Linked DNA regions of Sus scrofa: regions 2, 3, 4 and 5 are each linked to region 1. The links are chromatin contacts, called in public HiChIP or PLAC-seq and promoter capture Hi-C maps. All regions are on one chromosome and are shown on one strand. Each heading gives the region's core, a stretch centred on a gene start, on an enhancer-like site or on the middle of the called end of the contact. The rest is flanking DNA. Distances are from core to core; before and after follow the strand shown.

Evidence for each region. Promoter capture Hi-C pulls out the DNA fragments that hold promoters and counts their contacts. HiChIP or PLAC-seq counts read pairs in DNA pulled down with a chosen protein or histone mark.
Region 2: a contact with region 1 is called in a promoter capture Hi-C map of liver, with 9 times the contacts expected there. The contact joins the promoter of DNAJC16 here to the promoter of SZRD1 in region 1. A contact is called at or near these places in 2 of 5 promoter capture datasets (fetal liver and liver), 2 of 47 Hi-C or Micro-C datasets (heart right ventricle and liver) and 1 of 2 datasets of contacts at active chromatin or transcription factors (alveolar macrophages).
Region 3: an H3K27ac HiChIP or PLAC-seq map of skeletal muscle shows a contact between it and region 1, with 3 times the contacts expected there. The contact joins the promoter of AGMAT here to the promoter of SZRD1 in region 1. A contact is called at or near these places in 2 of 2 datasets of contacts at active chromatin or transcription factors (alveolar macrophages and skeletal muscle).
Region 4: a contact with region 1 is called in a promoter capture Hi-C map of fetal liver, with 3 times the contacts expected there. The contact joins the promoter of PLEKHM2 here to the promoter of SZRD1 in region 1. A contact is called at or near these places in 1 of 5 promoter capture datasets (fetal liver) and 1 of 2 datasets of contacts at active chromatin or transcription factors (alveolar macrophages).
Region 5: a contact with region 1 is called in an H3K27ac HiChIP or PLAC-seq map of alveolar macrophages. The contact joins the promoter of TMEM82 here to the promoter of SZRD1 in region 1. A contact is called at or near these places in 1 of 5 promoter capture datasets (fetal liver) and 1 of 2 datasets of contacts at active chromatin or transcription factors (alveolar macrophages).

What each region holds. Positions count from the first base shown.
Region 1 is chr6:75,457,140-75,461,295 of Sscrofa11.1, forward strand. It overlaps SZRD1 (SUZ domain-containing protein 1), which reads left to right and starts at 1,985. Exons shown (of 4, transcript XM_005665044.3): 1 at 1,985-2,106. The coding sequence starts at 2,056. LOC100522143 (a long non-coding RNA gene) reads right to left here and starts at 1,818. Exons shown (of 2, transcript XR_303959.3): 1 at 934-1,818. It overlaps LOC110255192 (a long non-coding RNA gene), which reads left to right and starts at 2,563. Exons shown (of 2, transcript XR_002344914.1): 1 at 2,563-2,639.
Region 2 is chr6:74,730,284-74,734,439 of Sscrofa11.1, forward strand. It overlaps DNAJC16 (dnaJ homolog subfamily C member 16), which reads left to right and starts at 1,847. Exons shown (of 15, transcript XM_021095383.1): 1 at 1,847-2,156.
Region 3 is chr6:74,782,374-74,786,529 of Sscrofa11.1, forward strand. It overlaps AGMAT (agmatinase, mitochondrial), which reads right to left and starts at 2,113. Exons shown (of 8, transcript XM_005665032.3): 1 at 2,031-2,113; 2 at 35-299. The coding sequence starts at 2,064.
Region 4 is chr6:74,863,297-74,867,452 of Sscrofa11.1, forward strand. PLEKHM2 (pleckstrin homology domain-containing family M member 2) reads left to right here and starts at 1,820. Exons shown (of 20, transcript XM_021095385.1): 1 at 1,820-1,963. The coding sequence starts at 1,904. RSC1A1 (regulator of solute carriers 1) reads left to right here. Exons shown (of 4, transcript NM_213793.1-2): 4 at 2,038-2,080.
Region 5 is chr6:74,913,095-74,917,250 of Sscrofa11.1, forward strand. TMEM82 (transmembrane protein 82) reads left to right here and starts at 2,234. Exons shown (of 5, transcript XM_021095388.1): 1 at 2,234-2,987; 2 at 3,170-3,344. The coding sequence starts at 2,437. SLC25A34 (solute carrier family 25 member 34) reads left to right here. Exons shown (of 5, transcript XM_003127638.4): 5 at 1-1,336.

The DNA of each region.
Region 1 (4,156 bases), core at 735-3,234:
CCCCGGGCCAGATTGAGTACCCTGGAGGGTACAGGGAGGGGAGACCATTCCTTTATGACCATCTGGTAAGGGCGACCATCTGGAAAGAGCTGAATCAGCCACCCTAGGAGGACTGGTAGAAGCCTTAGCACCGCCTGCAGGAAGAGCCCCGTCAGAAGTCACGGGAACTTCAAGAGGTGCTGAGGGAGGGGCTACCGGAAGAGGTGCGGAGAGAGGGGCTATGGGAAGAGGTGGTGCTGAGGGATGGGCTACCGCACCAGGCGCCCGCAGAGGCAGTACTGGAACACCTTCAGGCTTTGACTCGGGTAAAACGGGCTTTTTCTGAGGTTCAACCTTCTGAACCATCATTTTAAAGGTCATATGCAAATTTATCCTCTTATATAAAGACATAAATGATTCTACATATGGAATTTCGCCCCATTTTTTCTCTCTCTTACAAAATGAGTCCAACTGTGTAATAGTATTATAGTTCAAAGACCCATTCTTGGGCCATTTTTCCCCAGATTCCAATTGATATTTGGGCCAGACATGGTTACAAAAGGAAATCATTTTCTTCTTTTTCATAGACTTAGAGCTATACAGTGACCAACCTTGAAGAACACTTTTCAAGGGACTGCCGTCAGGTATACTGTCATAATTCCCCATTTTGAAAGGGTTTTTTTCTCAGGATGACCACAGCAAAATGACATAAAACAGATATATTAGAAGTGTGGCTGTGGTCATCCAATAGTTAACCCCAATTCCTAATAAACAAAATAGTTAGACAAATCCAAAGGCCTGGGACTCTAAACCCGATCTTTTGAGTACCTCAGCCGCTGTAACCTTTTATACTGTCTCCCTTAGACAGTATAGGGATTGTGAGTCTAACCCACAATCCTGGTGAAATTATATTAAACAATTTAGGCACAAGCGCAGTTAAACGAGGTTACTCACCCAAAAGATCCAGGAGCTGTTTCTTTCCCCAAAAGTGAGTAACGTAGAGAAGCCTGGAGCGCCGCAGCGGCGGGAAGCAGGAACCCGACAGCCAAGCCTCTAGACAAATTCAGTCTAGGTGGCCACTCAGGGTCGGTGGCGAGGGCCTACACCCAGCCGGGGGCTACAGTGCCTCAGACAGGCGATCGCAAGACCTTGGTCCCTTCACCGTCGCCAGAAATTCTTACCAGAACGGACCATGTTCACTGCCTGGCGCCCTTAGAAGCCAATACTACGGCACCAACTTTTGAGAAAAGAAAGAGCTTTATTGCGAGGTAGCAATAAGGAGGCAGGAGGCAGGGCTCAAATCTGTCTCCCCCGTCCCAGCCAGGGTTTGGGGCAAAATTTAAGGGTTAGGGAAATTTCAAAGTTGGCACAAGTTGATTGGCTAGTTTTCAAAGCAGTCCATATATGGTAAGCAAGGTACGGTGGGGGGCTGGAAACCGGATTTTCCTCCACAAAAGACTTCTTGCTACGCCTGGTAAAGGATTCCGGGGGCAACATTTCTATTTGAGTTCCCTAAACTGAAGATTCTTAGTTCCGGGGTCCTCCTGGAAACAAGAGTTCCCATCTCGCACATGAGCAGTGCTGCCTCTATAAAATACCTCAAAGTCTGATTAATCAACAACCTATTTAAGGAGTCAAAACCAGTTTAAACTGGACAGTGTTATGTCCGCTATTTCACTTTGTCGAGGTATACATATGTTTTCAAAATTTTGGAAAAAACCATAATCTGCAGCTTAGGAAACTACACCTTAAAAGAAAAAAAAGAGTAATTTCCTGCCCTTGGAAAAGATGGTTCTAAAGAACACACTTCCCATACTAAAGAGGATGACTTCACAGGGACTCCCATTCGGCAAGAGAAATGACACATTGCCCTTAAGAAAAATGGCAACTTTATGCTTTCCCTTTTCCAAGATGGCTTCCTTGACGTTCCTGGGCCTTGGCCTGGAGCCTCTTCCGGGCTTGACAGGGGGCGGGGTTCATTGAGCAAAGCCCTGCGTGCCGGCGCCCGCGACCAAGGCGCGCTTCAGGACGCAGGCGCGGGGAGGGGGTGGGGGAGGAGGGAAAGCGGCGAGTAAGATGGAAGATGAGGAGGTCGCTGAGAGCTGGGAGGAGGCGGCAGACAGCGGGGTAAGGAGGAGCCGCCGCCCCGGGGCTGGGCCGGGCGGGACCTGGCGTGAGGAAAGCCTCGGGGGAGCGGGTCTGGGGATGGTTCTCCCTGAGGAAGGGCCCCACACGCCGGGCCGGGGGTGAAGGAGAGGCCCCCGGTTCCTGAGCTCGGTGAAGGCCTCTTAAAGGGGCCACGTTCCATTTCTCCCTGCACTTTTGCCTGGTGCTCTTCCTTCCACTCCCTACTCCCTACCGGCGTGCGCGTCATCCGGGGCGCCCCACCCGCCACTAGGACCTCTTTTCCTGGCGCCCGCTAGCCCGCCCCAGGCGCCTTTGACCCGACTCCTCTTTTCCCTGTCGGTCCCCTGTGCAAAGCACCATTTTAAAGTTCATGTGCTCCGACTAGGAGCGACACACCACTTGGCGGGGGCGGGGGGTGGGGGGAGGGAATGCGCGGACCCAGGAGGCAAATCTGGCCCCGGAGAAGAGCAAGAGGAAATCGAGTCATTTCTGGGCATGCTAAAATCCCCCACCGCTTTGCGTCATCCGCCACGGTGGGCGAGTCTGGGTTTTTCCTCTTTTAATTTTACTGAGCGCTCTGGCAGGCTGGTCTCCCGGGGACCCTGCCGGAACAACCGAAAGCCTAGCGGCCAGCCTTTCTCCCCGAGGCGCACCCAACGATCCGATCACCGGGGAAGGGTCTCGCAGAGTGATTGCCGGGGTCGAGGGGGGAGGGGTGTGATATGTAAAGTAGCTGCATTCCTGGGAAGGGAGGGGAGAAATGGACCGTTCGACTTTGCTTTTCGGAGTTTTGTTTGCCTCCACAAGCTGTAGGAAACATACTCTGTTTCAAGCCGGAATAGTCAGTTCTATTAGGTTCGCGTTTAATTTGGTTTTCTCAGAGTTTGCGGTTCTGTGGTGATCCTTGTGAAGGTGGGGAGATGTCTTTTTGGTTTTGTCCTCCTCGTGTTCATTGTTCAGTTCTGGCTCGAGTGACATCCACCTTGAAGGTTTATGTGTCGGGAGTAGGGCGTGGAGAGCCGAGTGTTACCGGAATAGAACAACAGAAGGTGGGTTTTGTTTTTGTTTTTTTCATCAAGCTCCTTTGAGGGTGCTTGTCAGCGCTTGAAGAGACCAAGAAATGGATGCACTCCCTTAACATTCCCTTAATGTTGAAATTTTGACTTTGAAGTTTTTGCTGGTGGTGGTTCAAGCATTTCTCTCAAGGTGTTTTTTTCCCCACTTAGCATGATTGAGGATTTGAAGAATTGATTTCGTTCAGGAGGTATTTTGTATAGTTCTTACGGGCCAGCCATCTTTCTTGGATTTGTGGCTTGAGTAGGGAGAGCAATCGAAAGATTTTATAGAGGGCAACAGGTGTCAGCTAGGTATTTTTCAATCAACAAACATTTAGGAGGTCTGCCATGTGCTAGACAGAGTGCTTAGCAGTAATTTTGTGCTAGAGAATTCACAATCTCTGCCAGAGGCGTTTATTGGCGCCTGCCACAGGTGTGAGTGAATCATTCAGGACCCTTCATGCTGCTCCCTGCAAAAAAGTTTGGTTTACAGTTGGAATGACTCAAATGATAAGTTTCTTGAGCATCTTGTCCTTTCTTTGTTTTTTTCTCACTTGTTTCAAAGGGACATAAGTTTCTGACATTAAAGAAGAAGAAAATGAGAAGAACAAAAATGAATGTAGGGTTCAGAAACTGAGGATTGCTTTAGTTTTTCAGAACAGGTAAGCTGCTTAAAGAACAGCTAGCCCACTCCCGCACTTTATAGCTAAATGGACACCAGAGATGTAAGATTTAACCTCAAATATTCTGTAAATAGTCTTTTTGCTTTTAGTATGACAGACACTTACCTGATATAAAATTGCCCCCTTTACCTGTTCTCCCAAGGAGATACATCTTCAATCAAAGGACAATTCAAAAAAATATAACTTGCATTCCATCAAGGAAATGCTTCTTTTTTGTGTGTGTGTTTTTGGTTTTTTAGGGCTACACCCACGGCATATGGAGTTCCCAGGCTAGTGGTCTAATCTGGAGCTGTAGCCGCCAGCCTACACCAC
Region 2 (4,156 bases), core at 597-3,096, 730 kb before region 1:
GGCACAGCTCCCCTCTAGCCCCCTCCCCTGCCCCAAAGAAACCGTAAGTCCCCGCCCCCGTGCCTCTTCCGACCTTGACTCATCCAACCAAGTCCACCTTACAAGGTCTTCCATTTCCCTCTTCCTTCTCTCCCACGCGAGCACCTCCCACAAAGAGAAAAACTGGTAGGAATCTAGTCCTCTGAACATCTAGTTCATTTCCTCATTTCAAAAACTGCTCTGGAGTTCTTGTAGCTCAGCGGGTTAAGAAACTAACTAGTATCCATGAGGATGCAGGTTCCATCTCTGGCCTCGCTCAGCGAGTTAAGAATCTGACGTGGCTGTGGCTGTGGTGTAGGCCTACAGCTGCAGCTCTGAATCAACCCCTAGCCCAGGAACTTCCATATGCTGTGGGTGCAGATCTAAAAAAAAAAAAAAATTTGCTCCTATGTCAACTATATTTAATTTCACAAAAAGAAAAACTTCTCACAGAAAAAACAAAAATACCTCCCAAATTGCTCCTGTTTATTAAGCATTTGCTAAGCCTCAGCCATTGTGCTAGCCATTTTACATAGTAGTATCTCATTTCTCCCTGACTCCAATCTACCAAGGAGATAGTCCTTTCCCCTCATTTTCTAGATCTGGACGTTGGGGCTCAAAGAGGTGAAGATCACAGAAGTAGTAAGTGACAGAGGCGGGAGGATTTAAACCCGAACCCGACCAAAAGTCCTCAGCAACTGGGAATCCTCTTGAGGATGTATTCTCTGGAGCAGCTAAACCTCATCCCCACTCAATGATTTATTCCACAAATATTCATTGAGATCCTTTCTGTGCCCAGGTCTGTGCAGGCACCAAAAATACAGAGGGTGAACAAAACAGACAAAAAGCCCTGCTTTTAGATGCTTACATCCCCTTAGGAGGAGACAGGCGATAAACAATATAAATAAAAGATATAGTAATGTTGGATAGTGATAAATGCAAAGGAGGCAAAGAGTCAATAAAAGCAGAGCGGGGAATATGAAACCTCTTTCCTTATGTCCCCCAGGAACCTACGTCACTGATTCAATGAAAGTTTACCTCATCTGTAAGCGAGCAATGGTTAGTGAGAGACCTTTAGTGGTCCTGTTCAGCCATTGGTCAGCATTGTAGTGAGTCCTCTCCCCCAAGCAAGTGCCAGTGTGATGGTTGGCCCCGCCCCCTGCCCTTTCTCAGCGTAGAAGGAGCCTTAGTTCGGACTGAAGCAAGACGGTTTTTTTTTGAGACACTTGTCCGCCACCTTCAGCGTCTGCTAGCTTTCTGGCTGAAAACTAGTGTCCATGAGGATGCAGGTTCCATCTCTGGCCTCGCTCATTATTCCTTGCCCCAACAACTTGTCTCCGAATTTATTGCCCCGATTTGCTTGGAGCAGAGCAAACTTGAGTTCGGTAGCACATTCATTTGTGCCTCTCCCCCACCGCCCCCACCGGCATCATCACACACATCCGTTTTCCGTGCTTAGGACAGGATCTGGCACCTTCTAGATTGGAGCTCCCTTTTTGGTAAATGGGATTAGGAGTCCTGGATACTAAACCTTGGGCAAGTCCTTGCCGGTCTCTGGGCCTCAGTCCACCACCACCAACACCATCAGCATACGGAAGAGCTGGACTAGAAAGGATCCCTAAGGTCCCTTCCAACTCTGACATTGTAGGATTCTATGAATAGGGTTAAAGAGATCTGGGACCAGCGATTGCTTCCCCACCCTAGCAACTGTTGCTAGACGAGGGCCATCTCCTGGTACAAGTGGAAACTCCTCCCTGCATCGGGGAGGTCTTTTAGCATCCCATCAGGCATCGCGACTTCGCCTCTCTAGGAAGCACGTTTTGGACTCTTTGGTCCGCGACCATCCCTTTGGATCCAGTCGAAGAGCGCGCCTCGTTCCTATGGCAACCGCGCCGGGTCCATGCGCAGACGGCGGGTGACAAGGGTCAAAACAGACTCGCAAAATAGACGCCTTGGACCGGTTCAGTCCGCGCCCTCGGTGCGCCGGGCCTTTAAGCGTCACGTGACTACCCTCCAACTCGTCGCCCCTCTTTCCCTCCCCAGGTCCCGGCAAGCGCTGGTTTGGACCGGAGGTTCCCGGCCCGGCGGACTAACTGGAGCGTGGACGCTGCAGCCGGTTAGGCTGGTGCCCTTTTCCGGTAACTCCTTCTCCGCGTGAAGTGCTGAGCCGCGGACGCGGCGGGGCCGGGCAGACTCAGGGATTTCCTATTAGTTCCTCTTCGTTCCCGGTCCCCGCTGGGCCTAGCGGGGGAACCGGAGCCAGTAGGGCCCGGCCCTGGGCTCTCGGAGGCAGCGGGGGAGGCGGCCGTCTCCTATAGGTTTGCGACCTTTGGTGGGAGCTCGAGGCTGGGCTCAGACCTAAGCATGCCTCTGGGATCAGCTGCTTGATCCAGGTGATACTGCCCGAGGGCGGTAGCCTACCTGTTGGGCAGGTTGTTTCCTGCCCAGAGGCCGGCATGGTCGAGCTGTCAGCAAAGGAACACAGCCCACTGGCACTTGAGCCTTCTAACTGGAGGCAACTGACACAGTTGAATAAGGCACTGGTTGCACTGCATAGTAGAAGTTAATGGTAATAAGTATCAGTTACAGGCTGCTGACCCTGTGCTCAGTAAATACATTACGTACATTTAACTCCCATTTAGATCTTTCAGGGTGGTATTGTTCAACCTCATTTTATGGAGGAGTTAACAAGTTTTAAATAGCTTGTCCAAGGTCGTAAAGTGATGGAGGACAGATCCCAATGTTAGTTAGTCTGATTCCAGAGTCAATGTGCTACATAACTTTCTCCATTTTTAGCGTGCCATATATGTTTTGTAGGATAGAATAGGTTATAGGTTGCCTTTACAAAGAAAATAATGGTATGTTTTAGATTTTCATTCAGCATGTTTGCAGTCCTAAACATTGACCATCAGATTAGTCAATTTTGTGAGGACTCCAGGCAGCATTTAGAATTCCTACTTGTCTAACTCCACTCTTAGAGTTTACCTCTTAGAGTTTACACTCTTAGAGTTTACCTCTCTTTCGATAGTGTCACATTAGATACATGATCCATAAAACTCTAGTGATTTCTGAGAAATCAGGATATCACATGGCGTTCCCATTATGGCTCAGTGGTAACAAACCAGACTAGTATCCATGAGGATGCAGGTTCAATCCCTGGCCTCGCTCAGTGGGTTAAGGATCCGATGTTTCTGTGACCTACACTGCAGGTCACAGACACAGATGGGATCTGGCATTGCTGCGGCTGTGGTGTAGGCTGGCAGTTGCAGCTCTAGGTTGACCCTTAGCCTGGGAACGTCCATATCCCATGGGTGCGGCCCTAAAAAAAGAAAAAAAAAAAAAAAAAAAGATACCACAAAGATCATCCAAGCAATACACCACCACCTTGTTCATTAACTAGCCAGGATTATTTCCAAAGTCCACAGTGAATTCAGTCACTACACTCACCAGAGATGGAGCTTTAACATTTGAAGACCATGCGTGGTCTACAGGCTTTGCCCCCTAATGTGGGAAGTGAGGTTTTCTCCTCATCCAAGACCTCCACTTACAATGCCAGTATTGCTAGTGATTAAAGAACAACTTCCTTTTTTTCTTGTTTGAATGAGTATGGTGAGAAAGAATAGAATTGGGGCATACTAAGTCATAACCCCAGGGGATTTTTTTTTAGAGTATTTCACTTTCATAGCTTGTACTTATTTTTAACTCCCAAGAACATCACTACTATCTTGTTTTGTAGGTTTGCACATAGTAAATCTTTATGATTCATGAATTTATTTAGGGTGTGCTCAGTGAGGTAGTCTCTAACCACATGTTTTAAGTTTAAACTGTTATTGTCAGACTAAGTGAAGTAGTGTGTTTGAGATGTAGTTGTTTGGATTTCCCTATGTATGTTTTCCCACATTGCTTATTTTCTTCATCTCATTCATTTTCAGTCGTTTCTAAAGGTTTTCTCATCCAAGGATTTTAGAGAGTTGCTATTAATTCTTACTGCTTATCTCATCTGATAACAGTCCTTTTTTGCGATATTCAAAAACAATAGCAAGATTGTTCATTTAAAAAGATGTCGTCAAACAGCTTGGCACTTCTCCTGCAAGATACCTTTCGTTTTATTTTTCATCTATATATCTTATACTTTTAC
Region 3 (4,156 bases), core at 863-3,362, 670 kb before region 1:
CCTGACACATGTCCCAAAGTCCTTCAGGCCTTACCTTGCCCCGGGCCGGTTGGAGGTCCCAATGTCCAGGGGCACCCCGATGAAGGCAGCGTCCAGTCCCTCGGGGGAGGCCTGCACGGGCAGCCGCATCATGGAACAGATGCCCACTGACCGGGCCACGAAATCAGCTTTGGGAGGCTGGTTCCGGGGAGTGTTGGAGGCTTGGCGGCTCGGGCTGAGGCCTGGGTTGCCAAGCCCTGTAGCAGGACTCGCTGGGTGCAGGGGAAGCAGCCCCCGCACGCCCACGCCGGCCCTTAGGCCTCGGGCACAGCCAGAAACCAGCAGCTGAAGCATCCTGCCCCCGTGCCGGCCCTGCTGTTCCCCACCGTAGCCCAGGAGAATGTGCCAGCTCCCGGGCCACCCAGGGTTCAAAGGGCAGAGTTGCCCTGAGGATCTCAGGCAGGGGGGAGGGGCCCCAGGGACTGGGCTGCTCTCCCCCCTGCACCCTTTTCTGGACTTCAGCCTCTAGCTCCTTTGGTAAATAAAGCCCAGGCTCACCACTCACCTCCACCCGCACTGCCCCAGGTGTGTCTGTGCCTTCCTCCCCCCAAAGCCAGGCCTTTATCAGTTTCTTCTCCTAGGGTTTTTGTTTTTGTTTTGGACTATTTAAACATTTTCTTAAATTTTTTTTTATCAAAGTATAGTCGATTTACAATGTTGTACTGATTTCTACTGTACATCAAAATGACTCAGTTATACACACATATACATCCTTTTTAAAAATATTCCTTTCCAGAGTTCCCATCATGGCACAGTGAAAAGGAATGTAACTAGAAACTATGAGGTTTTGGGTTTGATCCCTGGCCTCACTCACTTGCTCAGTGGGTTAAGGATCTCTCGTTGCTGTGAGCTGTGGTGTAGGTCACAGACGCAGCTCAGATCTGGCATTGCTGTGGCTGTGACTTGGGCCAGCGGCTGTAGTTCTGATTAGGCCCCTAGCCTGGGAAACTCCATATGCCATGCGGCCATAAAAAGAAAAAAAAAAAAAAAAAAAAAAAGAATCCTTCCCATTATGGGTTATCCAAAGATCTTGGATATAGTTCCCTCTGCTATATAATAAGACCTCACTGTCTATCCGTTTGGCAACCACAGGTCTATTTTCTATGTCTCCCACAGTAATATTTTTAAAACCTGAAAGATTTCAAGGGGAAAGACCTTTCTTTAAGCAAGAGAAATTGGAGCTTTCTTTTTTCTTTTTCTTTTTCTTTTTTTTTTTGGCTGAGCCCTGGACATGTGGAAGTTCCCAGGCCAGGCATCAAACCTGAGCCACAGTAATGACAACTGCTGGATCCTTAACCTGCTGAGCCATGAGGGAACTCCCAGAGCATTTTTTTAAAATAGTGTACTAAGAAATGTCTGGGTGGGAGTCTCAGGAAGCAGTCTTTCTAAATAACCTTTTTAAAAAAGGCCTTAGAGGCGAGCCCACGAACCTGCAGTTCTCCATACCTTTCAGGGGAGAAAAAGGTGATTCGTAATGAAGTTATGTGAGCAGCTTAGGTTGAGACTGCAGCTCAGATCTGATCCTTAGCCTGGGAACTCCATATGCCTTGGGGCAGCTAAAAAAAAAAAAAAAAAGTATAAAATGCTCAGTGTTCCCTGATAGCTCAGCGGGTTAAAATCCGGTGTTGTCACTGCATCAGCTCAGGTGCTGCTGTGACATGCACTCCATCTCTGGCCAAAGAACTTCCATATGTAGCAGTCTTGGCCAAAGAAATTAAACAATAGGGAATTCCCTTTGTGGCTCAGCGATAACGAACCTGACTAGTATCCATGAGGATGCAGGCTCAATCTCAGGCCTCACTCAGTGGGTTAAGGATCTGGTGTTGCCATGAGCTGCAGTATAGGTCAGATCTGGCATTGCTGTGGCTGTGGTGTGAGCTGGCAGCTGTAGCTCTAATTCAACCTAAGGCTGGGTGGCTAAGCCCTGCAGCAGGACTCTCTGGGTGCAGGGGAAGTACGCCCTTGCTGCATGCCCGTGCCGGCCCTTAGGCCTCGGACACAGCCAGAAACCAGCAGCTGCAGCATCCTGCCCCCGTGCCGGCCCTGCTGTTCCCCACTGTAGCCCAGGAGAGTGTGCCAGCTCCCAGACCACCCAGGGTTCAAAGGGCAGAGTTGCCCTGCAGATTCAATCCCTGGCCTCCCTCAGTGGGTTAAGGATCCGGTGTTGCTGTGAGCTGTGGTGTAGGCTGGCAGCTACAGCTCTGATTCAGCTCCTAGCCTGGGAACTTCCATATGCCACGAGTTCGGCCCTAAAAAGCAAAAAATAAAAAATAAAAATTAACAAATAAAATGCTTGACATGAAAGAGTTTGATTGGATTCAAAATCCATGAATAGGGGACTCTTCTTTCCCCTCTCAGCCTGTCCTGGGAGCTCTTTGTTTTCCTGTAATAAAGACTTTGCTTGCTTGCTGCCTGTGTGTTCACAAAGTTCATTCTTCAGCTCCGCAAACTAGAACCCGGATTCCAGTAACATCTTTCTGGCATCGTCTTTTGCAGACTCGTCTGGGATCCGATCCAATCCACCAGCGCTCACAAGAAGGTGTCTGATTCCCTGCAAGATCGCCAGCAGCAGATTCACACCATGTCGCATCCAGCTCCAGCGTTTGGAGCTGCCCTCTGGAACTGGTTGACCTCCTCCTCCTGGTGGAAACATTTGCTCACCAGTCACCACTGTGATCTTGATCCTTTTTTTCAGACCCTGTGTAATTAATTGTATTTCTCGCTTCATGACATCCCGATTAAAAGCTATCAACCTTCACTGGGAACGATGTCTAGTCACTTATGATGGAGCACAATAATGTGAGAAAAAAGAATATATAAATATACATGTATGTGTAACTGGGTCACCATGCTGTACAGTAGGAAAAAAAAAAAAAAAGTTAAGAGCTATCAACCTTCAAATGGTGATAGACGAGGTACCCAGTGTTATGTATGGAAGCCCACTTGACCATCCCATGAGTGGAGAGACCTAACTGATTTCCTCTAATGATGCCCCTTGTCAGCAGGAAGCAGTCAGAGCAGTCCGCCCCACCCCACCCCACTGCCACCCCCGCTCCTGCAGTTAGAGTCTCTTAACTCCAGAGGGGGGATCGAGGCAGAATAATAACTCAGGTAGTCAGTGTAGGAGCATAGGCTTCGATGCATTCTTTGATATGGCTATATATTTTTTTTTTTGACTTTTTAGGGCACACCTGCAGCATATGGAGGTTCCCAGGCTAGGGGTCTAACTGGAAATACAGCTGCCAGCCTATGCCACAGCCACAGCAATGCCAGATCCGAGCTGTATCTGCGAACAACAACACAGCTCAGAGCAACGCAGGATCCTTAACCCACTGAGCGAGGCCAGGGATCAAACCAGCAACCTCAGGGTTCCTAGTCGGATTTGTTAACCACTGTGCCCCAACGGGAAATCCCATAAATTTTTTTGATGTTAAAATTTCTTTCTTTCTTTCTTTCTTTTTTTTTTTTTTTTTTTTTTTTGTCACAGTGTGTTGCTACCTGATGTGGAATCTTAGTTTCCAAACCAGGGATTGGGGAGTTCCCGTCGTGGCGCAGTGGTTAACGAATCCGACTAGGAACCATGAGGTTGCGGGTTCGGTCCCTGCCCTTGCTCAGTGGGTTAACGATCCAGCGTTGCTGTGAGCTGTGGTGTAGGTTGCAGACGCGGCTCGGATCCCGCGTTGCTGTGGCTCTGGCGTAGGCCGGTGGCTACAGCTCCGATTCAACCCCTAGCCTGGGAACCTCCATATGCCGCGGGAGTGGTCCAAGAAATAGCAACAACAACAACAACAACAAAAAAAAAAACTTTTAGGAACCAAACCAGGGATTGAACCAGGGCTGCAGTGGTAAAAAGGACGAGTCCTAATCACTAGATCACCAGGCAACTCTCTAAAATTTCTTTTCAAATTTGTATTACCTAGGAGTTTCCTGGTGGTTCAGCAGGTTAAGGATCCAGCATGGTTGCTGCTGTTGCTTGGGCTGCAGCTGAGGCACTGGTTCTATCCCTGGCCAGACAACTTCTGTATGCTGCAGGCACGGTGGGAAAAAAATCCTTTTTCAAAAAAACTATTACCTATCTGAGTTTCTTTCTTTCTTTCTTTGCCTTTTTAGAGCCGTA
Region 4 (4,156 bases), core at 570-3,069, 590 kb before region 1:
CAACCATAAGTCTATTCTCCAAATCCATGAGTTTCTTTTCTGTGGAAAGGTTCATTTGTGCTATCCGATTCTAGATATGAGTGATATCATATGGTATTTTTCTTTCTCTTTCTGACTTCACTCAGTATGAGACTCTCTAGTTCCATTCATGTTGCTGTAAATGGCATTATTTTGTTCTTTTTCGTGGCTGAGTAGTGTTCCATCGTATACCACATCTTCTTAATCCATTCATCTGTCGATGTACATTTAGGTTGTTTCCATGTCTTGGCTATTGTGAATAGTGCCGCAATGAACACATGGGTACATGTGTCTTTTTCAAGGAAATTTTGTCCAGATATATGTCTGAGGGTGGGATTGCTGGGTCATGTGGTAGTTCTATATTTAGTTTTTGGAGGAACCTCCGTATAGTTTTCCATAATGGTTGTACCAATTTACATTCCCACCGACAGTGCAGGAGGGTTCCCTTTTCCACACCATCTCCAGCATTTGTTATTTGTGGACACATACACATATTGAATCATTATGTTGTATACCTGAAACTAATGTTATATGTCAACTCTAAAAAAGTAGAAAATATAAATACAATGACTATATATTGACATTTTAGAAGCATAAAAAGGAGGAATCAATGAATGTATCCGGAATACATTTATTTGGGGACCAAATGAGTAAGTGAGCCAGGTAGGAGACTGAAAACTCCAAGTGTAGGTGGCTTCAAAACATGGTAAATTGGAAAGGAATCCACTAGGAACCATGAGGTTGCGGGTTTGATCCCTGGCCTCACTTAGTGGGTTAAGGATCCGGCATTGCAGCATTGCCGTGAACTGTGGTATAGGTCGCAGATGGGGCTCAGATCCTGCCTTGCTGTGGCTGTAGTGTAGGCCGGCAGCTGTAGCTCCGACTCCACTCGTAGCCTGGGAACTTCCATATGCCATGGGTGTGGCTCTAAAAAGCAACCCCCCCCCAAAACAAAACAAACAAAAAAAAAACATGAACGAAACCCCACATGGTGAACTGGGGAAGGGAGTAGGGGAGGGAGGAGAAGGGGAATTGTCACCGGTGGGTTTCAGGGCCAAGGGGCCCTTAGGATCTGTGAAGAAGCAGGAAAAGGGTGGGAAGGGGCAGGGCATTAGGACTGAAGGTGAGGGAGGGGCACCGAGGATCCGACGTGGCCTGAAAGTTTAGGACTGGGCGGGGAGGGTGGGAAACCCAGGAGTGGAGGGGCTGGGTCCTCTGGGCTGGCCGGCGAGGTCTGTGGGCAGGTCCGGGTGGGGCTGTCTCCAGGCTGCCAAAAGCCGGGGGGCCTGGGTCTCTAGGTTGAGAGCCAGGGCCCGAGCATCGAGGGGGGGCCTCGGGGCTAAGGAAGGGCAGGGCACAGGTGGAGCCTGGGCCGAGGGGTCTCCAGCTCCCCGGGATCTGAGGGGGGCCTCCGGGGGCCCCGGTCGGGGGAGGGGGCTCCCGGGTCTCGAGGAGGGCTGCGGGACCTGGGTCTGTGGGCGACCGGAGGCCCGAGGTCTGGGGGCCCCAGGGGGGTCTCCGGGGCCCGGGGGCTCCAGGGTCCCGGCTCGCAGGGCGCTGGCGCGGCGCGGCGCGGGCGTCCCAGCCCGACCGCCGGCCTTGGCGCCGCCCCGCCTGACATCAGTTCCTGCCGCCGCCGCTGCCGCTGCCGCCGCCGCCGCCGCCGCCGCGCACAGCCCGCGGCCTCCTTCCCCGCCGGCCGAGCTCCGGAGCCGCCGGGCCGCGGCGGAGCGAGGGGCCGGGCGAGGCGAGGGCCGGGCGGCGGGCGCCGGGCCCCGCGGCCGGCACGACGGAGCCCCCGCACGGCCGGCGGCAGCGGTTGGCGGCGGCCCCGGGGCCCCGGCGCGGGAAGCGGCGGCGGCGGGGTGGCGGTGGCGGCGGCGCCATGGAGCCGAGGGAGGTGAAGGACCGGATCCTGGAGAACATCTCGCTGTCGGTGAAGAAGGTGAGCGCGGCCTGCCCTCCCTGACTCCGGCCCCGGCCCAACCCGGCCCGCCTTGCCGGGGCCCCCGACCCCATCCAGCGCCCCTTCCTTCCCTCGGGTCGCTCGCCCAGGCCGGGGGTCCCTCCTGTCACGGGGGCTCGGGACTCCGCCCTTCCCCTCCTCGACCCGGGAGACCGGGAGCTGCCAGGACCCCGGGGCCGATGCAGGGGAGGCCGGGTGGCTCACGTGAGCGCCGCTGCGTCCGAGCTATTTTTAAAGAACTAAGTTGAGGTCAGCATCCTGGGAGCTTTCACGGGCCAGCCCGGGGGCCCTGCGTCACTTAGAGGGGCCGCCACCCGCCAGTGCCCCCCTCTCTGTGGGAAGCAGCAGAAACGCCCTGCGAGGGCCCCACCTGCCGCACATCCCTGGGCAGCATCACTGCATCCTCCATCTCCCCTGGGCTTGCGCCTCCGTCTCCGGAGTCGACAGTCTGAGTGAGGGCCCTTGATAAGCAGCTTCCAGTCTTCCCAGTTCTGGATGACATTGCCTCCGATCCTGGGGAGTTCCTTGAATAATCTTGCCCAAGGATGGCAGTTTTGAAGAGGCTTATTTCAGCAGTTTGAGAACCCAAAGTACCTTGCGTTTTGGACCATGACCTGTGGGACTAAGTGACGCCCGGGAGTGGGGGGCACCCTGCAGTAGAGATGGTGTCTCCATTCCAGATAGAGGAAAAATATTACCTATGGAGGGTATGTACTTGTCTGTACGAGGGAGTCAGTTGATTTGAGAAAGGGTCAGAGAAGGTAGAATTAAGATTTCCTTAAAACCAAACCAGAATGGACAATCATTTGAGGAATATTGTTGGATTGTTTTCCTCATTGGAATTCCTGGTTCAGCTGATAGTCTCAGAAACTGGGGGCGGTGGTGAGGGGATGACTTGAGGGGTGAGGGGAGGTGCCTCAGAGTAGTTTAATCAATCAATTCACCAAAACCCAAATGAAGAGAATTAAATCAATCATTGTATTTAAATAGCCCTATTGGAGTTCCCGTCGTGGCGCAGTGGTTAACGAATCCGACTAGGAACCATGAGGTTGAGGGTTCGATCCCTGCCTTTGCTCAGTGGGTTAACGATCCGGCGTTGCCGTGAGCTGTGGTGTAGGTTGCAGGCACGGCTTGGATCCAGCATTGCTGTGGCTCTGGCGTAGGCCGGCAGCTACAGCTCCAAATGGACCCCTAGCCTGGGAACCTCCACATGCCGCGGGAGCGGCCCAAGAAATAGCAAAAAAAAAAAAAAAAAAAAAAAGTTTAAAAAAAAAAAAAATAGCCCTATTTATTACCCCAATTAAATTCGTCAAAAGCAACATTAGGCAAGCAACTTTTTCCTTTCATAAAGACCAGTGTGGCTTAAAAAGAATAGTAGATGCAAATACCTTTACTAAAACGTTCCTCTAAAAGCAACATTGCAGGCATCCAAAAGTTTCGTTTTGTTTTCCTGAGCTTCGCTAATGCAATAGAATATTGTTTTTGCTTACTCGAGTGTAGGATGAGCGAAGGCTTTAAAAAATAATACATCTTTGGTACTGGAAGAGAAAAGAAGACTGATTCTTTTCTAACCTGGCTTGATTTTGGCTTCAGGTAGGCCACGCATTTTGTCTTTGGACTTCCAATTTATAAGTAAAATGGGGAAAGTTCAGTTAGAAAAGGGGTAGGCATGGACACTCTGTCCTGTGTGTAAGGTCAGATCTTTTGAAGGCGGCGATCCACGCTGTCAATCAGGCTGCCCTTTATGAAGGGGTCGGATGTGCCCGTCAGGATTCTGACCACTGCATGCGTTTGGACAGGCACGCTTTATCGAGCTGTCGTATATAAATCGCACACTGGAAACTGGAAACCCATCCCTGGGTGCATCACAACAAGAGGCGTGGTAGGTGTCAAGGTTAAGAACAGGGATTCTGGAGTCTGGCTGCTTGGGTTCAATCCCTGCCCTGCTAGTGAATAACCCTGTAACGCTGGGTAGCTTCTTCCATGCCTCACTTCTGAGGGGATGAAATGAGGGTCGTCGTGAAGATTTAATGAGAGCATGTATGTGTTTAGCACAGTGCTCAACCCTATCTTAATAAGCTCTCTTCGTCTGTTTGGACTGCTGTAACAAACCGTCATAGACTGGGTGGCTTGTAAACAATATACATTTATTTGTCACTTGTGAACAATATG
Region 5 (4,156 bases), core at 984-3,483, 540 kb before region 1:
GACATCCCTCACTCCTGACACAGCCGGACACTTTGCAGGAAGTGACGCTGCCCTCCAGCTGGGAATGGCCGTCCCAGAGCCGGCCCAGGCCCGGGCCCTGTCGCAGGGTCCAGAAGCGCATAGACCACGTGGTCAACCCAGCCCCACGGCCCACCCGGGCCAGCACATCTGCCTTGAATCACCACCCAGGCGCTTCTCCAGAAAGTTCTCTTCACTCTCTGTCCTGGGCCACCTCATCTAGAGCCTTACTCATTATTTTACAGTGCCGATCACTGCGAGCTGGGTCACTCACACGCACCAGCTCGCTCAGCCCTCACCACATGAGCCAGTAAAACTACCTTCTACTCATCAGGAAGCTGAGGCTCAGAAAGGTGAAGGCCCTTGACCGAAGCCACGCAGCTTGGAAGAGGCAGAGCCAGGAGTGGAACTCAATGTGCCCGGCCCGGACGTGTGCCCTTGGCAAGGGCGGGGACCATGGGGGCTGGAGTGCCCCTGGGGGATCCCTGAACACCTGGAGAGGCCCTGGGGGGCCCTGGAGGCCGTGGTGTCCTCGCCTGTGTGAATCTTGCCAGGGCTGCCATTACAAAGGACCTCAGAAGTGGCGGCTTGGACAGCAGGAGGTTATTTTCTCCCAATTCTGGAGGCTGGAAGTCTGAGGTCAGGGTGTAGGCAGGGTTGGTTTCCTCTGAGGCCTCCCTCTCTCCTTGGCTTGTAAGTGGCCATCTTCTCCTAGTGTCCCCACATGGCCTTCCCTCTGTGTGCCTGTGTCCTAATCCCTTCTCATAAGGACACCAGTCATCCTGGATCAGGGCCCACCCCAATGACCTTGTGTTAACTCAGTTACTCCCTTAAAGAGCCCATCTCGAAACACAGTCACATTCTGAGGGGCTAAGGGTTAGGACTTCCACGTATGAATTGGGGTGGGAGAGGGGACATGATTCAGCCCATCAGCTGAGGGCTCTTACCAGGTCTCCTAGATGCCCAGTCCTGTGGGCGTTTGCAGCTCCTCAGGACCACTCTGAAAGGTAGCTCTGGAGGTGCCCTTTGCTCAGATGGGCAGACTGAGGCCCAGGGAAGGGGATGTCTTCCCGTGGGGAGTAGCACAGCTAGGTGTCCCCATTCCAGGCCCCTTCCCCAAGCTGCAGCCACACTCCCCCATGGGTGGGTTCTTAAGGCCCATACTGACTTTCGTGCTACAGAAGCGGGTCCCTGAAGGGGTCGGACAGGCAGAGGTCAACAACCTTCCCTGCCACACACCCCAGGTCTGCAAAGAGCTGTTCCCCAGAGGCACCCATATTGCACACTCCAAGCCAATAAATTTTCTATTTTTGTCTACTCCAATGACCCCTTCCTGCTGCCAGCCTCAGCCTCCCAAGCCCTGAACCCCCAACCTTGTCTCTCTCCTTTTGCAAAAAGGGGGACCAAAAGAATGGGGGCAGGGCAGCCCCACCCCTCAGGGCCGAGTGCCACCTAGTGGATGCTGGAAGGATCATTAAGGGGGACCCCTGTGGCACAGGAGAGGAGGGCCCAGAGCTGGACCCCCACCCCAGGCTGTCGGGGCCCAGACAGCCCCTTCCAGACCTTGGGCTGAGAGAGCAGAGCACCGGCCCAGGAGGTGGGGGACGGTCCCTCTGCTTCCAGACCTCAAGCTCAGACCTGCTTCCAGACCTCAGAGCAAACAGCGTGACCTCAGGCTGTGGGGGAATTGAAGTTCCCTTCCAGACCTTGGCTGGGGGGGACCCCACATTTCAGGCTGAGAGGGAGAACTCAGATAGAGGCTTGGGGACGACAGGTGAGGTGAGGCCTGGGGCTTCGGGGAGGTGCTGTATGGCAGGCCCACAGGAGGGCGAGAAAAGAGGGTGCCAGGCCATTCCCACTGTGGGGCAGCCTAAAGGAATCTGACTAGGATCCAAGAGGATGTGGGTTCGATCCCCAGCCTCGATCAGTGGGTTAAGGATCTGGCATTGCTGTGAGCTGTGGTGTAGGTTGCAGATTTGGTGCCGATCCTGTGTTGCTGTTGCTATGGCATAGGTTGGCAGCTGCAGTTCTGATTTGACCCCCTAGCCTGGGACCATCCATATGCTGTGGGTACAGCCCTAAAAGGGAAAAAGCAAAAAGGATAGGAGTTCCCGTCATGGCTCAGCAGATAGCAAACCCGACTAAGATCCATGAGGATGCAGGTTCGATCCCTGGCCTCGCTCAGTGGGTTAAGGATCCGGCATTGCTGTGAGCTGTAGTGTAGTTCCGATTGGACCCCTAGGCTGGGAACCCCCATACAATGCGGGGGCAACCCTAAAAGACACACACACAAAAAAATAAATAAAAGCAAAAAGCTTGTGAAAATAAGATTAATATTATTCTGATATTAAGAGGCTAATTGTACCAACAAAAAAAAAAGAAGGTGCCAGATTTGAGCAGAACAGAGAGCACCCAGAGATGCACCACCCCCCCATGCTGCCCAAGCGGGGAGCACCCGGGCAGGCGGCGCTCTCAACCCTGAGAGCTGGAAGGCCTAAAGCCCGGGCTCTCCTCCCCTCCCCTGCCCTCTGCTCCCCTGGGCTCCTGACCCCTCCCAGCCCCTCCCTTCGCCTTCAGCACCTTTGCCCAGCGGCGCTGACGCGGACGCTGCCTCCGCTGCAGACCTGGCCAGAGGCTGGGGCTGGATCCCGGCGGCCATGTTGTCCCCGCTGTCCCTCCCCTCCTGGCTCCCCAGCCTCCCCTCCCTCGAGTGGGGCTCCAGCCTCCTCGACGCCCTCCTGCAAGGTGAGCACCTCCCGCGGCCCCGCGGCCCCGCACCGTCCCAGGGTCCCCGTGGCGCAGTGCGGGGCGCACCCCACCACGTGGGCCTCCCCCGCCGCGTCCGCCCCCTCCTCTAACCTCCCAAGCCACCTACCCTCCCTCCTGCCCCCGCCAGGCCTCATCGGGGCCTGCGGAGTCTCGGTCTTAAGCAACCTCCTGAAGGTCTACTTCTTCGTGGGCTGTGCCAAGTAAGTGCCCACCTGCCCGACCCTGGCTCCCGCGCAGCAAATCTGGCCTCTGAGGGGAGGACCTGGGGGCATGAGACCACCCCCTCCCCAACCCCAAGGGTGTGGCTGGGGACACCGGCACCCCCTCCTGGGCCCAAGCTGGTGTTTCTGACCCTCTGCCCTCACCCCCTCTGATCCCACAGTGACCCGAAGCGGCAGCTGGAAAAGGAGCGGCTGCGGGCCCAGTGGGCCTTGCTGGAGACCGTGCACCTGGCAGGGCTGGCCCTGATCCTGACCATCGTGGGGGCCCGGGTGGCTGCCCTTGTGGTGCTCGAGTTCTCCCTCCGGGCTGTCTCCATGCTGCTTTCCCTGGACAAGGTGAGACCCCAGGGAGGTGGTGGGTGAGGACGGCTGGACCCTGGCCCTAGTTTTCACCCTGGAACACGGGAAGCTGGGCCCAGTTGTGATTTTGCTAAAAGCCACTCAGAGGGGACACAGTCCCAATCCAGGAAGATAAAGGAGCGGCTCCTGGATGTTGAGAGCTTCCCCTGAGCCAGGCACTGCCCTAGAGGCTTCCAGCGCCCCCTCTTCTCCCCACAACCACAGAGGGTGACTTTGCTGTGATCTGGATGGGAAGCTAAGGCTCAGAAGAGTTAAGTGGCTTGTCTGTGGTCAACAACCGGCAAGAAGAGAGTCAGGCTTTGAATCCAACACCTCAAGACTCTGAGTCACCACCCTTCAGCAAACAGATGAGTCCCAAGTAAAAATCATGATTGAAATTGAGCCGAGGAGTTCCTGTTGTGGTTCAGCATGTTAAGAACCCAACTAGTATCCATAAGGATGCAAGTTCAATCCCTGGCCTCACTCAGTGGGTTAAAGATCCCGTGTTGCTGTGAGCTGCAACATAGGTCGCAGACACGGCTCAGATCTGGCATTGCTGTGCCTGTGGCTTCAGCCGGTGGCTAAGGCTCTGATTCAACCCCTAGCCTGGAAACTCCCATATGCCTTGGGTGTGGCCCTAAAAAGACAAAAAAAAAAAAAAAAAAAGAGCTGAAAGAAATGATCCCAGTAGGGCTTTGCCCTGAAGGCTATATTCCTTCTTCTGGAAGGATTCCTGAGGTTCCTTCTGGCTCCAGCCTCCTACAGAGCAGAGCACCTGTAATTGACACCCTCTTGGTGCCCTATGGTGA